2 separate regions of the Mus musculus genome follow, and region 1 is linked to region 2. Evidence: chromatin contacts called from public Hi-C data. All regions are on one chromosome and are shown on one strand. The core of a region is the stretch at or near the end of the contact, and the rest is flanking DNA. Distances in the headings are between cores, read along the strand shown.

Region 1 (4,244 bases), core at 363-2,862, 390 kb after region 2:
AGATGCCCTCACCATGCAGCATAGTAATGACATTTCTAGAAAATAGATCAGTATAATGAGCAGCATTTATTGCATCAAATGCCTACATCTCAGCTTATCTGAGTCATCTAGGTTAGGAGCAGTGTGGTACAAATATCGTTACACTCATCAAAACACAAGATAGGATCATTGTGACCTCATGAAATCACATCTCTCATGGTGGCTGTGTGAAAGCAAAGGAGTAGCTCTGTGGCTTGGATCTGAATCTCTGCTATTTGTTAAAGGCTTGATCCTTTGTGCACCACTCCTGGGAGGTGATGGAGTCTCCAGGAGATCAGACCCCATGAGAAGTATTTAAGTTATTAGGGATTTGGCCCCTAGGGTGTTTGGAGAACCACTCTCTCCATTTCCCTCTTTAGCCGTCTAGCTATGGAATGAGCAATGTACTTCACCCATACTCTCTGTCATTGTCACAAGGAAGCCCACCATAGAGTAATGGATTTAGTCAGCCTGGGACTAGATATTTCAAAGCTTTTAGGCAACATAGATAGAACTTTGCTCTTTTCTAGGTCATTGTATTTTGACTAATACAGTCGGTAATGTAAGGAAGCCAAATCAGTATTTATTAGGGTAAGATAAATGCAAATTGAGTTTTCAATTCCTGGACCACAGTTAGGAAATGAATCATAAAGGCAAGAACAGGAAGAGAACACCCTCAGCCTGCAGAAATAACTATGAAGCAGCCAGACCCCAGCACACGCTCCTTTTCCTCAATTGCCTATCGCTGTCAGGATTTAACCTGCTTTTTCTATTTTCCCCTTAGGATATGTCTAGATTAGAGGCCTCAAGAGGGCCGGTGTCTAGGCTTATGATTAACATTGGCCACATGTATTGACTCACACAAAGAAACTCGCTGTACCTTGTGCTGAGGCATGCTCCCCAGTAATTTACCCTTCCATGCTCATATTGATGACTAGAATACTGTTCACGTGTGCACACCGAAAAGTTGAATTTTCAACACATGCTCACACAGAGGGGCTCAGAAAGAGCTGTAACTTTGCTGTCATAGCATGTGGGTTTTTGAAAGGGACATTCTAAGAGTATAGATCCCCATCCCCATCTCCTGTCCTTAACACTCAACCATGAAGGTGTTTTCATTTTGGTATTAAGTGAGATTTGTGTGTAATATAAAACACATGTTGGATACAGATTGGTTTGTGTTTACCTCAAACCATTGGGCATTTTGTCAGCTTCCTTTGGAGCTACTTCAGCTGTTCCTCTTCATAGAAATTCATGAGAAAATGAACAGAGCTGAGACATCTCTCAGCTCTTTGTAGGGCATTTAGTGGCTATTCGATCTTTTTAGCTTTTCTTCCCCCCCCCATATCTGAAAAGTTGTGATCCCAAAATTAAGACTGTCTACATGCTTTTGTGGAGTTAATTATTTTAAATGAGGAGAGAAAAATCAAATACCTGAGAAGAAAATGGCTCAGCAATTGGCAGGACAGCATTACACCACGCTACAGTTGGTTGCTACATGGCCCTTTTATTTTTCTCCCGAGTAACATAAGAGCCATTGAGCTCAGAGGACACGGACATCCTGTACAGGAAATAGATGGTGTGTGGAGGGGAGGGAGGGCACCCAGCAGTCATCCTTTGAATCCTTTAGCTAGTTTCACTTGAATACATTAGAGAAGGCTGTAAAAGGCTGGGAAGCAGAGATCTGCCTGGATGGCTTCCAGGTTCCATCAGAGCTCAGGAAAAGCTCAGCTAAGCCACATGCATTTTATGTTTTCCTGAGGAAAAATTCTGCTTGTTGGTCTCAGGGTTAAGGAGTCTCAGCAAGTTTTTATGAAGATACTAAAACATTCTCTTCATTTTTTCATCTGCTGCTGAAGGAAGCCCATGAGAGAACTACAATTCAGGGACTGCCAAGGTGATGAGCTATGAGGTACTGATGTGGTGGCAAACCATGATGCAAGCACAGGTGCTCTGCTTCCTAGGCACATCTTACCAATGTGTTTTCCCACGTATACACATGATCATACATGTGTGGTCATACACATGTGTAAAGTGGAAAAAAAACTAAACTCAGGAAAGTACATGTGAGTGCATGCATAGATTTTTACTTTGACCACAATGTAAAAAGAGATGGTTTTGTGTGAAGCACAAAACAGCCACCATGCAAATGGGGGACTATGGAAGGACATGACAGCAATGTGAGAAGAGTGAGCTCTTTTCCCCCAACCAATCATCAGCTTTAATAAGAAAATGGAAGCATAGTTTGCTCCTTGTAAGAACGCCATGAAATGTTCATTGTAGTAGGAAGACCATTTACGATCTGAACTCTGCCTCTCTCTGGCCCTCCATAGCCTAATGTGCTCACGTCAGAACTTGGGATTTGCAGAGTGCACTGGGTGTTAACATGGGAAAGAAACATGTAGTCATTGCAGTTGGCTGGGGCAGTTCCTTTAACTACTGGCAGAGCTGATAGTTTCTCTTTATAAAAGATACATATCTGTTACCTTCCTTGATGCCTTGTGTGTCTCCATAGAAAGCATACTGTCTTCCTCAAGTCATCTTACCATGCTCAAACACTTCCAACTCTTCAATTATAACGGTCTTCTAAATTCTCATTTTTCTTAAATTATAATCAAAAGTATATAATCACTATTTTTTTATAGAATGTGTGGTATTAAATGGAGATGCTGGAATGTTGCTAGTGAGTGAAATGCCTCCTGTTTCTCTTCAGTTTAGAGTACCTTTGTATTTCTATCCCTATTCTAGTAAAACTAGAAATGGTCTCTATCTTTCTCTCTTTTGTTTCCACCTCTGTCCCTCTCTCTTCTACTTTCCTCTATCCCACACTCTCTCATTCTGAAATTTATAAGTGGCCTGTGAAGCTTCCACTTTCAAAAACCTTTAAGAAAAGCAAACAGCTGTATTTCGCTTGAATTGACAAGCTCATTCAAGGACAAAAACCTATACACTTAAGTTAGCTTTTTGTTTTCAAAGTAGAAAGAGCACATCACACCCCTGAGCAAGCTACTACCCCTTTGGCATGGGAGAGTGTGATTCAAGATGCTTAAGCAGTAGATACATGTTCTTTGAGAACTATGCAAATGTAACAAGGAAAATGTTTTATTCATTCTTGAATTAAATGACTGACAACGTAGTTCTACTTCAGCCTGATAAAGCAGCTCCACCTACTGCACAAAAGCTGTATTTCCTGCCTGATAATTCCACAGTGGGACCTCAAACCTACAGAACCAATCACAGGACAGAACATGGTTGTAGTTAACTTTCAACATTGAACTATGAGTAAACTTATCAGAACTGTCTTTTCCTAGTGTTTTAATATGTAAGGGTGTGTGATATCAACACACACACACACACACACACACACACACACACATGCAAATACTTTTTCACATTGAGGATAACAGGTACAGAATGAGAGAGGATGGGGTATACAAATAAGTATGGAAGATATATGGTAACACAGAGCATTGTTTGTTGGCACCTGAAATGTTATTTATTCAAAAATAAGTCATCTTTCCCATTTTCTTATGTAATCAATGGTATAAGAATCATGTCAGTTGAATCACTGTTCATATTTAAGCCTGAAGCATAAGCAGACTCTTTGTCAAATGAAACCAGCTGTAATAAGCTTTCCTTGAATTTCTCCTTTTCTAGTGTTTTCTTTTCCCCCAATACTAACACTTAAGTCTACAATATCTCTTGGAAAGATGAAACATAATGTATTGTTTACATTGTAGCATTTCTCTCTTTATGAAGCTTGAGGTCATTCATTTTCCTATCAACCATTTGAATTAGGTCATTTAGTTTATATTATCACAACAGAAAATAAATAATAGTGAATGCAGCACAGCCCTCATGTGATTTGTTTTTTTATCATTCTTTACTGTTCTTTTAAGGTCTTAACTGATAACTGACGTTGTTGTTCTGAGAATATGATGTTATCACAAACCTACTTGTTAATTACTTTTTAAAAAAATCTTCCATCATTTATGTTGTATTTGTCAATCCACCTTTAATTTATTTAGATTGTAATAGACTGTCACAAAACCCCAAATCTGTATTTAATATTTCTCAACTCTTCGTTCTCTAAGTAAATTAAAATACGGTATAATTTGTTCATAAATCATAGGTCAAATTCATAATTATATAGTTGATAAATGTTAGAAATCTAGACATGTAAGTACCCTAACTGGTTTTGATTTTTCCTATTATTAAAAATAGAT
Region 2 (3,715 bases), core at 434-2,933:
AAAAATAATGATCACAAAGAAGGAGTATAGCACACCACTTATGTAAGGGCTGAGTGGATGATTAGCAATCAAGACCAAGCTGTGCTATTTGCTTCCTATCGTGTAAAGGTCATGTGCAGTGAACAGTTCTGTTTTGCAAAATCCTCAGTTTCAGATGAGAATGGTGTTGTTTAGATTTTGTTTAAGTATACAGAAAGATATTCCAGTGTGGTTTAAAGTTGATAGAAGGTCATAAAAATGATACATTTTTTTAAAAGAATGGTTCCATCTTAAACTTGTACCCAATTCAGTTTTATACTATTTTCTTCAAATTTTATTGGTAAATTATGAAATAATTTGAAGTATTTATTTGGAGTGATTTTGAAGCTATTTGGAAACAATTCTTCAATTAGAGAGCTGCTTTAATTTCCTCCTGCATTTTCAGCTAATAGCTAGTTGCTAAGGCTTGGTAGGCATTCTCCCCCATGCCTGCTTCTCTCTTCTTTCCACTGGTAATTTTTTCCATTGTTCATGAGAGCAACATCTTGTATGTAGTTCTCCAGTCTCTGTACAAGGTGAGTATGCTGGACTTCCTTTAAGGACCCTATCACTCCACTCTCTCATTGCAATAAGAACCTATTTCTCCCACTGCCCATTGCCATCACCTTCAGAACCAGTGATGACTCAGAACTCGCCAATTTTAGTCAAAATTTACTACTTGCATTTTCCTGCACAATCTATGGACTACACTCATTGTCCTGATATTTAAGTGTTATTGACTTGATCACTTCTTTTAAAACTTTAAAAATATTAGCCAACATGGCAATGTTGTCACTTACATTATAACACAACCTCTATGCAACTGTTCAGTGGTCCCTGGTTACAAGACAAAATCAGTGTGTGAGGAAACAGAGCAGGAGACATACCCAATGTGAGTAGTCACTACTTGTTAAAAGTTGATCACAGTTGTTAAGTGCATGCATTTTAGCACAACCCTACAGTAAATCTGTATAAAATGTGGGGACTACAAGTGGAACAGAACAAATCACATCACAGAACAAATACATAGTGTGCTGAGGGGAGTCTGGATATGCTCAAAGTGGATGTCCAAGGCCGTGTGTGTGTGTGTGTGTGTGTGTGTGTATGTTTGTCTGTGTGCTTGTGTGTGTATGTGTGTGTGTGTTATAAATGCAGTTCAATTATCTTTCCACTTTTTGCTGATAAGCATAATCAAACTCAACTAGCAGCAACATTCTCATGCTTCTAAAGAGTCATTTCAATTTTGGGCAAAGGCCAATGACCACAACTTTAAATTGCACATTAAAACAGGGTCTATCTCATTTCTGTAGCTGGGATAAGGCACTTTGACCAAAAGTAACTTAGTAGGTAAAAGCTTCTATTTGATTTATGTTGTCAGGTCATAGTCCATCACTGCTGGAAGTCCAGGCAGGAAATCAAAGTCAAGCCTACTTTCTATTTTATGCAGTGTTTCTCTGGACTAGGTAACTAAAGCGCATCCAAGTGAGTACAGCAGAAACTCCAGGGGAAAGGTGCTTCTTGACTCATGGAGGCTCATCCTCAGCTGGCTTCCTCATACAGCTCAGGACCTCCTGTCCAAAAAATTATAACACCCACAGAGGGCTGAGCTCTCCATTGCCAGTTAGAAATCAAGACAATCCCCCACCCACATGGTTACAGGCCAATTTGGTCTAGGGAATTCCCCAGCTGTGTTTCCCTTCTGAGAAATCAAGTGTGTGTGAAGTTGACAGTTGAAGCTAGAATAAGCAGTAACTTGGTTTCAATAAAACTGCATATCTAGCTATCTGATAATGGTTGCTAACATTTAGATCAGTTAACAAAGGTGTAAATAGATTATTTTAAGTACGTAAATTTTTTTGTTTCAGTGTCATGTAATGTAAGACACTAAGTATTGAATGCCAGCCACACATATTATGAACATGAGTTTTGATTCTAAGAATAACATTTGACTTAGACCTTTTGCTTCCTTAACATCACCAGAGAATGTATATGCAAACAACAAATGAGGAAAGGCCCTACCCTGAGGTACTTGGCCAATAAAATAAATGTTTGAAGTCAAGCCATTGCTCATTTCAAAGTCAGTGGATAAATAATGCTTGCCCGTCTGCTGTCTGTGGCAACAACAAAGCTTAGATTGCCTGACAACAGATAGGAACACAAATGTAATATAAAGTTAGCCTTCCAAATTTCATGAAAAACAACAAAAATTAAAACTTATGAAAGGTAAGGACAGAATTATTGGTTTTGAAAAAAATATTCTTACTCAAAACAAACTATTTATTATATTGTATGTTAAGTTTCATTTTATGCCTTACATAGAAAAACAAAATCAAGGAAGATGAAGTTTCATACATCCAAAGCCACATATAATATTATTTATGTACTGAGTCATTCCTAGGGTTGGGCAGAAAGATTTATTATTTTGGCTGAGTTTTGGAGTAGATACAATAAATTTTTAGATAAAGGAGCAACTATGGAAGCAAAATAATATATTTTCAAAATTATAGGTGAGCTAGTATATTATGTACTTTGGAAAAAACATGTTTATTGAGGGAATTTTCATAGACTTTTATAGAGAGGAGAGTTACCAAGACTCTCTATGTCCCATGACTCTTTTTCCTTAGAGCCAAAGTGGGCAGCAGCTATCTCTCTCTTTTTCATTCCATTTTTATTAGGTATTTTATTCATTTGCATTTCAAATGCTATCCTGAAAGTCCCCCATACCACCCTCCCCTACCCACCCACTCCCATTTCTTGGCCCTGGTGTTCCCCTGTACTGGGGAATATAAAGTTTTCAAGACCAAGGGACCTCTCTTCCCAATGATGGCTGACTAGGCCATCTTCTGCTACATATGCAGCTAGAGACCCATAATCAGCCTCCAAAAGCAGACACCATTGCAATATGCCAGCAAGATTTTGCTGAAAGGACTCTGATATAGCTGTCTCTTGTGAGGCTATGCTGGTACCTGGCAAACACAGAAGTGGATGCTCACAGTCAGCTACTGGATGGAACACAGGGCCCCCAATGGAGGAGCTAGAGAAAGTACCCAAGTAGCTAAAGGGGTCTGCAACCCTATAGGTGGAACAACAATATGAACTAACCAGTACCCCAGAGCAGGTGTCTCTTATCAGTCAGGACCTTGCTTGGTTAGTCACCTCTCTTGTGTTGTTTTTTACTGTGTTTCCAAAACTACGAGGAGAAGTGTAGTGAATACTTATTCTTAAAAATGATATTTGTAATCGTCTTCAATTCCCATAATGACAAATACAGAATCAGAGTTTTAGATATAAGGAGCTGTCTTAATTAGGGTTTCCATTGTTGTAAAGAGACACCATAACCAAGGCAACTCTTATAAAGGACAACATTTAATTGGGGCTGGCTTACAGTATCATCATGGTGGGAAGCATGGCATCGTGCAGGCAAACGTGGTGCTGGAGAAAGAGCTGAGAGTTTTACATCTTGATCCAAAGACAGCCAGGGGAGGACTGACTCTTCCACACTGGGTGAAGCCTAAGCATAGTACCCCAAAGCCCACTCCCACTATGATGCACTTCCTTCAATGAGGCCACACCTACTCCAAAAAGGAAACACCTTTTAGTGGTGTATTTATGTGTGGGCCAAGCATTCAAACACATGAGTCTTTCCAGACCATACCTATCCAAACCTGCACAGGAGGCCTTGCATTTAAAGAGACAG

What was found. A called contact is a pair of places that touch in the nucleus more often than the background predicts.
Region 1: a contact with region 2 is called in a Hi-C map of group 2 innate lymphoid cells, with 4 times the contacts expected there. The contact joins two enhancer-like sites. A contact is called at or near these places in 3 of 484 Hi-C or Micro-C datasets (the G1E-ER4 cell line, cortical neurons and group 2 innate lymphoid cells).

What each region holds. Positions count from the first base shown.
Region 1 is chr8:82,025,944-82,030,187 of GRCm38.p6, forward strand. The region is part of intron 17 of Inpp4b (inositol polyphosphate-4-phosphatase, type II); the gene reads left to right. Among named protein-coding and RNA genes, the nearest start is that of Gm25267, 120 kb to the right of the region's middle. Within about 2 kb of position 1,613, at least 35 of the 459 cell types and tissues checked have an H3K27ac peak or open chromatin away from gene starts, as enhancers often do. A contact at or near this core is called in group 2 innate lymphoid cells, where this site is marked.
Region 2 is chr8:81,634,703-81,638,417 of GRCm38.p6, forward strand. All of the region lies in intron 2 of Inpp4b (inositol polyphosphate-4-phosphatase, type II), which reads left to right. Among named protein-coding and RNA genes, the nearest start is that of Gm51582, 290 kb to the left of the region's middle. Within about 2 kb of position 1,684, at least 33 of the 459 cell types and tissues checked have an H3K27ac peak or open chromatin away from gene starts, as enhancers often do. A contact at or near this core is called in group 2 innate lymphoid cells, where this site is marked.